Regions from separate parts of the Mus musculus genome. Here region 1 is linked to region 2. The links are chromatin contacts, called in public Hi-C maps. All regions are on one chromosome and are shown on one strand. Each heading gives the region's core, a stretch centred on a gene start, on an enhancer-like site or on the middle of the called end of the contact. The rest is flanking DNA. Distances are from core to core; before and after follow the strand shown.

Evidence for each region. A called contact is a pair of places that touch in the nucleus more often than the background predicts.
Region 1: a Hi-C map of the N1E-115 cell line shows a contact between it and region 2, with 8 times the contacts expected there. The contact joins two enhancer-like sites. A contact is called at or near these places in 7 of 484 Hi-C or Micro-C datasets (the N1E-115 cell line, Th1 cells, cerebral cortex and 2 more), 10 of 115 datasets of contacts at active chromatin or transcription factors (the 230-238 cell line, bone marrow-derived dendritic cells, effector CD8 T cells and 4 more) and 3 of 9 other capture datasets (adipose tissue, liver and pancreatic islet).

The regions. Positions count from the first base shown.
Region 1 is chr4:134,080,713-134,084,494 of GRCm38.p6, forward strand. It overlaps Crybg2 (crystallin beta-gamma domain containing 2), which reads left to right. Exons shown (of 20, transcript NM_001162970.1): 8 at 68-103; 9 at 377-513; 10 at 641-767; 11 at 1,017-1,156; 12 at 1,244-1,370; 13 at 1,703-1,735; 14 at 1,863-1,975. Among named protein-coding and RNA genes, the nearest start is that of Cd52, 12 kb to the right of the region's middle. Within about 2 kb of position 1,434, at least 220 of the 459 cell types and tissues checked have an H3K27ac peak or open chromatin away from gene starts, as enhancers often do. A contact at or near this core is called in the N1E-115 cell line, Th1 cells and embryonic stem cells, where this site is marked.
Region 2 is chr4:133,927,210-133,931,149 of GRCm38.p6, forward strand. No RefSeq gene overlaps it. Among named protein-coding and RNA genes, the nearest start is that of Hmgn2, 39 kb to the right of the region's middle. Within about 2 kb of position 2,097, at least 100 of the 459 cell types and tissues checked have an H3K27ac peak or open chromatin away from gene starts, as enhancers often do. A contact at or near this core is called in the N1E-115 cell line, Th1 cells and embryonic stem cells, where this site is marked.

The DNA.
Region 1 (3,782 bases), core at 184-2,683, 150 kb after region 2:
ATTTCCCAGGTCTTAATTTGTCTTTAGCCACCTCTGGACTAGCCTTTCAGCCATGTCTCTTTTGCAGGGCTGCCCAAGCGTGGAGAAGCCAGGGGAACCCAAGGTAAGGGGGACAGACCAGATCTAAGGGTATTTGGTGTGTCTGAGTGGTTGTCACTGTGACCAGGACAGGAGATCCGGGCCTTGAGGGGCTGAGGGCACAGGAGTCTAGGTGGGCTCATCAGTTTATGGCTTTGGTGTGTGAATCTGGCTAGAGGTCGGAGCACACAGGCAGCAATGCTCACAGGGAGGATGGGGGCTCCAGGTTGGTGTTGTGTACAGCCATTCCTAGAAAGCCAGATTCACCTTTTATCACCGGGGCTCCCCTTTCATCCAGGCTGTGGTGTATGAGGCACCAGGTTTTCAGGGGCAGAGCTGGGAAGTAAGCAGAGACATCTACAACCTTCAGCAGCCTGAGGACAGCCAGAGTCCCCAGCTGACCTCCGTGGGGTCCCTGCGAATCCTTGGGGGCTGGTGAGGATTGAAGAGATTTCTTCTATCTGCCCTGTCCCTGCATGTTTTTACCCTTGGTGGGTGGAGAGTGACTGGGGCTGTCTGGTAGATTCACCGGTGTCTTGGCCTATCTTTCCCCTTCCCCTAGCTGGGTAGGCTATGAGAAGGAGGGCTTCCGGGGTCACCAGTACCTACTAGAAGAGGGCGAATATGCTGACTGGTCAAACTGGGGAGGCTACGATGAGCTGCTGACCTCCCTGCGGGTCATCCGGACGGTGAGCAGAGGCAATTGGGCTGCTTGGCCACACCCCAACGTCCACAGCACAATTTGAGAGAAGAATTTGCACCCCTCAGTCTGTTCTCCCCGGCAGAATGCCCCCCAAGAGCTAGCCTCCCTCCTGTGGCTTTTCCCCAGCATATGCCTCACACCTAATCCCGGGGTGGGTGGTTTCCCTGAGATCTGGGCACTCCTACGGGTTTGCATCGTTGTCTGGGAGAAACCTGACTGTCTCGGGGGGCCCCAGGACTTTGGAGACCCGGCCGTGGTGCTGTTTGAGGACATGGACTTCCAGGGACACAGAGTGGAGGTGAGTTCTGCACTGCCGGATGTGGAGCTAGCCCAGCACGGACCCAGCACGCAAGCCATCCACGTGCTCAGCGGCGTGTGAGTAATCCCCGCCCCAGGCGCAGGGCGGGCCCAGGAGCATTGCGGACCCCGCCCTCGCCGACCCATCCCACGCCCTCCCCGCAGGTGGGTGGCCTATGAGCGGGTTGGCTTCTCCGGCGAACAGTTCATCCTGGAGAAGGGCGTGTACCGTAACTGCGACGACTGGGGCTCCGGCAATTGCGCCCTTGGCTCCCTTCAGCCAGTTGTGCAGGTGTGTATCTGAGCGATGGGCGTGACCGGGGGCGGGCCGTTGGGCGGGGCCAGGTGGCTCGCCCTGGCTGCTTAGTTAAGGCAGGAAGAGGAAGGTCTTGGCCAGGAGGGACGGAGGCAGGAGGGTGGGCAGGATATTGAGGGCGGGAACTGGGGCTCAGTGCCCCGTAAGGGGGCGGGGCTATGAGCAGTAACATCTTAGGGGCGGGGTCTCAATAGGGGCGGAGCCTGTCGATGCTGGACTGAGGGATAGCCACAATGGTTTTGAATCTCAGTGGCTGCGGGTAGAGGCTGGCCTCCTCCTTCAGTCACAGCGCTGATCTCTTCCTTCAGGTGGGGGAGAGCGATCTTCACTTTGTCACGAAGGTAAGGAGGCGGCTGCACGGAGATCTGGTAGGCTCTTCACAGCCTTCGTGTCAAAACTTCCCTTGGCCTTTACCCTTGCCCCTCGCCTCTTTTTTCACTCTAACCTCGTCACCTCTCTGTCTTCCAGATTCAGCTTTTCTCAGGCCCCAACTTTCTGGGCGACCACATTTCCTTTGAGGATGACCAAGCCTCTCTGCCTGCTTCCTTCCATCCCCAGTCATGCCGGGTCCACGGTGGCAGGTGAGCAGGTGGATTGGGTAGAGCCCAGAGTGCTGGGAGAGGCAAGGGGAGAAAGGAGTCAGGTCAGGCAGCTCACAGCCATCCTAATTCTAGTTCCAGCTACTCCCTAGAAGTCTAGCTACTCCCTAGAAGTCTAGCTACTCCCTAGAAGTCTACAGGAGCAGTTTACCTTCTTACCACTGCATTGGCCATACGTCCATACAGGCTAGACACTCATACAAATAAAATAAGTTGTTTTGTTTAAATCTAAAGAGTAGCCAGGCAGTGGTGGCACACATTTAATCCCAGCACTCGGGAGGCAGTGGCAGGTGGTTCTCTGTGAGTCTAAGGCTAGCCTAGTCTACAAAATGAGTTCCCAGACAGCCAGGGCCACACAGAAAGAAACCCTGTTTCGAACTTTTAGAGCAGGTGCCTGTGTTACAGGAAAGCTTTGGGGATGTTTGGAGGGGGGGAGGGGGAGCCATAGAAAGGCTCTCCACACCCACATAGGCACAGGTCAGTGGCATAGTTACATACATAGACCCTGTCCATGTCCAGCGGATTAGCTGCTGCTCTCGGGACCCAGTGAAGGTCACAAATGGCCTTGCTTGACTTGACCCCGTTCTGTCCACGAATCTTCCTCCCCTCCTTGTTTGCTACTATATGTTTGTTTGAAGGAACGTAACCATCTTACTCATATGCTTCCCATCTTCTCTCTCTCTCTTTCTCTCTCTATCTCTCTCTTTTTCCACAACTGGCAGCTAAATTGAGGGATAAGTTGTCTGATTTTTGTTGGCAAGTCTGTGTAATGATGACATAAACTTGCTATTGCATAGGTGTGAGACCCATGAGTCTTGCCTTTCCTTTTACCAGAGGGTAATTACCAAATTTATTCCTTCTTCTTTAATTAAAACATTTATTTATATGCATATGTGTCCATGGGTATCTGTGGAGATATAAGGACATCAGATCTCCTGGAATAGGGTTTACAGGTGGTTGGTTGTAAGCTGCCTGAGACGGGTCCTGGGAACTGAACATGGGCCCTCGGTAAGGGCAGTATGCACTTTGAACTGCTGAGCCTGTACCAGGAAAGCAAAATTTTTTGAGATAGCATCTCACCATGTAGACCAGGCTGGCTTTGATCCCGTGGAGATCCACCTACCTTCGTCTCCTTGGGTGTGTTACTATGCCCAATAATACTATTTAAATACAAAGTGTTTGTGAGACAGGGCCTCACTGTGGAGATCTGAACTAGCAACAGAGACCGTTGTGTGCCTGGTATGTTCAATCCGTGTAGTCACTCTTCCTGGGCATGCTCAGATCGCTCCACCTTTGGAGCACAGTCTCTTAGTCCTTTTGACATGGCCCCGTAGTCTGGGGAACATCCTTGTTTCAGGGGCACAACATGATGCCCCCTCCCCTAAAACAATTATGTATGTGTCTTGCCCAAATCTAGAATCAAGAATTTCCTAAGGAACTCCAGTTCCCTTTATAGGAGATGGTAATTAGCACCCCACATCTGCATACTAAGTGTTTCAAAATTATAATTATATTATTAATTATATTGTATTGCTCCCCAGGGTGTTGATCTTAGGTCCGATTCTTCCTCTCAGCCCCATGCTTCCAGAAATAAGACTCAGACTCAAGATATATTTACAAATACCGTGGCCATATAGCTAGGTTCTTCTCTTACTAGATCATAACTAAAATACCCTATCTATATTAATCTATATTCTCCTCACGTCTTCCCTGGTGAATCTTCCCGTGCCTCGTTCTATCCCAGAATTCCTTTGCCTCCCAGATGCCCCGCCTTCTATTTTCTATTTAT
Region 2 (3,940 bases), core at 847-3,346:
TCTAGTCTGATTGGCCGAGTTTCCCTTCTTATCTCTTCAAGGTCCTCCCCCAGCCCCAACATCTGTGATACCTGCAGGGACAAGCCTGCCCCCCAACATCCAGCCCTTTATTTAACTTTTTAAAAGTTAGTATACAAGTAATGTTTTTTATGTGTGTATGACACATATACGTGTGTACGTTTTTTATATGTGTGAGTGTTCATACGTGTTCATGTGTGCATGTCCATGAATAAGCTCAGGGGTCAGAAGACAACTTGTGTATGTTAGAGGGAGGGCCTTATACTGATGATCACTTCCTGTAGAACAGGCTGGCTGGCTTTGGAGCTTCCAGGGAGTCTGTAGTCTCTGCCTCCAATGTTTTGTTGGGCAAGCTGAGATTAGGGGTGCAGTGCTACTACATAAGCAAGCTGAAGTTAGGGGTGCAATGCTAGTACACAGGCTTCCCTAGGTTCTTAGGACCCGAACTCAAGACCTTGAAAAGGACAGTTCTAAATTGGGCGTGGTGGTGCACGCCTTTAATCCCAGCACTTGGGAGGCAGAGGCAGGTGGATTCTGAGTTCGAGGCCAGCCTGGTCTACAAAGTGAGTTCCCAGGACAGCCAGGGCTACACAGAGTAACCCTGTCTCAAAAAAAAAAAAAGAAAAAAAAAAAAGAAAAGGAAAGTAAAGGAAAGGAAAGGAAAGAAAAAAAAAGAAAAGAAAAGAGAAGGAAAGAAAAGAAAAGAAAAGAAAAGAAAAGAAAAGAAAAGAAAAGAAAAGAAAAGAAAAGAAAAGAAAAGAAAAGAAAAGAAAAGAAAAGAAAAGAAAAGAAAAGAAAAGAAAAGAAGAGGGCAGTTCTGATGCTAAGGTCTTGTTCTACAATTAGTTCTTGATTTGCCAGTAAAGAAAGTCGGAGGCCAATTGCTGGGTGGAAGTTATAGGCGGGACTTCTGGGTGCCAGGAGGAAAAGGAGAGAGGTTTTCTGCCATGTTTTTGAGGGGAAGAACACAGAAACCATGTGGTCTCCGAGGCAAGGGCTGGGGGAGGGGGAGCTGGGGCCTGTGGCCACTACTACTACAGGGGGTGGCCATTGATGTTTGACAGGGGCCAAGTGGGACCAGCCACTGTAGTTTAGGGCTGATAATAAATTAGTAAGGGCAAGCTTTTCCAGGTTGGAGATAGGAACACTATTTGTTTATTTATTTGTAAAGATTTATCATTATATCTAAGTACACTGTAGCTGTCTTCAGACACACCAGAAGAGGGCGTCAGACATCATTACACATGGTTGTGAGCCACCATGTGGTTACAGAAATTTGAACTCAGGACCTCTGGAAGAGTAGTCCCTGCTCTTAACCGCTGAGCCATCTCTCCAGTCCCATGGAACTCACTCTTTAGAGCAGGCTGGCCTCAAACTCAGAGAGATCTGCTGGCTTCCTCCTGAATGCTGGAATCAAAGGTGTGCGCCACCATTGCCTGGTGAAAAGAGAAACTCGATATGGTTTCCTCACTTTCAGCAGCACTGGGAACCAAAGTGTGACAAGCTGTGTGCCAGGCAAGAACCCCTCCCACTGAGCTGCAGTCCCAGAAGGAAGGGACACATGACGTCATAATGGGATAAGCCTGTCTGTGATGGGCAATGACAGGAAACGGTGGAGGCCATCATAAAGATGCTATGGCTTTGGTGGTTTTTGTTCTTTGAATTCCAGGGTCCCACGCCGTCTGTATTAGTTGCTTTTCTGTTGCTGTATAAAACCGCTGTGACCAAAAGCAAACTTTAGGAAGTGTTCAGTCGGCCTTACAATTACAGAGAGAGAGAGAGTCCTGTGGAGTGTAGCAAATGGCAGTTAGAGCAGGAAGGTCAGAGATCACTTTACTCCTCACGTGGGAAGCAGAGGGGGCTAAGAGGAAGTGGGGTTACAACCTCTCAAAGGCCCGGATGAAGTTCTTCCCCCTGCAAAGACCACTCCTCCCAAAGGTCCCACAACCGCCTGGGGCAGCACCACTCACCGGAGACCCCGGTTCAGTTACCCGAGCCCACGGTGATGCTTCTCCTGTAGACAACCACACCCTCTATTTGTTTTATGCTTTAATAGATTTTCCCGGTTAGTTTACAGGAAAAGCATAGAAGACAGACACCCTGTACTTGTATGTAGAACAATTCAGGAAATCCCAAAGATTAAAGCTGTGCTGGCCAGTTTTATGCCAACTTGACAGAAGCTGGAGTCATCTGAAATGAGAGAGTCAGGAAAATGCCTTCATAGATCGGGCTGCGGGCAAGCCCGTGGAGTTTCCTTAGTTAGTGATTGATGGGGAAGGGCCCAGCCCGTTGTGGGTGGTGCCATCCTTGGCCTGAGTCCTGAAGTCTCTAAAGAAGCAGGCTGAGCAAGCCACTGACAGCAAGCCAGTAAGCAGCGTCCCTCTATGGCCTCTGCTCCAGCTCCTGCATTTGGAATTAATACTGCAGGAGAGTCGGGAGTTCAAAGTCAGTTTGAGCTAAATGACTCCCTGTCAAAAGAGAAAGAAATGCATTTATTTTTCAAAATTTCTAATAATATTTACAGATTAATCACTATAGAGTCGATTGTTAAAACTGTTTGCACCGGGCATGGTGGCACACGCCTTTAATCCCAGCACTTGGGAGGCAAAGGCAGGTGGATTTCTGAGTTCGAGGCCAGCCTGGTCTTCAAAGTGAGTTTGAGGACAGCCAGGGCTACACAGAAATCCTGTCTCGAAAAAACCAACCAAAACCAAAACAAAAACACAAAAAAACCCCGAAACTTTGCTGAGACACTTTTGACCTTTTCATTATTTAAATTTCACACATCTATCAATTCCTGATTTCTGTCCTCACTTTGCTACTTGTAGTTTGGACCCTACGGAATATAATGGGTACAAAAGACAGGAAAATATTAAGCACGAAATTTTGGGCTGGATCGAAGGCTTAGTTGTCAGGATAATCATTTTGCACTCTGTGTAAAGGGTGTCTATGTATTAATCAAACGTTGATTTCTGTCCCCCAGAGAGTTAAGTACTGGCCATACTTGGGCATTACTTTTATGGGTCATCACCTGTCTCAATATTTTGTAGACATCATCTCCATAACCTTCTGATTAGTTCTGATAGCCAATAGCTGAAGCAGGAAAGAAAAGGCAGGACTTCTGGGTAGAGGGAGGAATTGTGGGAAGAATCGATCGGGGGTAGGATTCGAGATAGAGACATGTAGTGATAATGAGAGGGAATGGGCCCTGTGGTTGTGAACTGGAACTAGTCGGGTTGGAGCTAGCAGGAAGATGCCTAGCTATAGTGTCTAAGCTCTCATAAATAACAGTACGAAGTCTCCGTGTCATTATTCGGGAGCTGATGGGTCTGAGACAGTCCAGGGGTAATTAGTGGCCAAGAGAACTTGCTATTCTTTTTTTTTTTTTTTTTTTTTTTTGAGACAGGGTTTTTCTGTGTAGCCCTGGCTGTCCTGGAACTCACTCTGTAGACCAGGCTGGCCTCGAACTCAGAAATCTGCCTGCCAAGTGCTGGGATTAAAGGTGTGCACCACCACGCCAGGCCTGAGAACTTGCTATTCTTTCTATATGGTGGCTCACAACTGCCTCAGCTTCAGCTCCAGGGTCTGATGATGGCATCCATGTGCACACAGGAGACCACACACACACACATTCACACACAAACGCACACATATACACATATACACACACATATACACACACACACACACTTTAAAAATACATATATAATAAAATCAGTTTTTTGTTTTGTTTTGTTTTTTTAAGAATGAAATGTTTCCTGTTAGAGTAGATTCTTAGGCCCTTTCCCAGTAAGTGCAGTGTGCTAGCTGGGTATCTTTTGGCATGATTGTTACATACTTGGCATGGGAAACACACAGTTGTTATCTTCAAAAGGCCTGCCAACCAGGCCTCACTTGCCTCCTGTAAAGCACTTTGGATTCA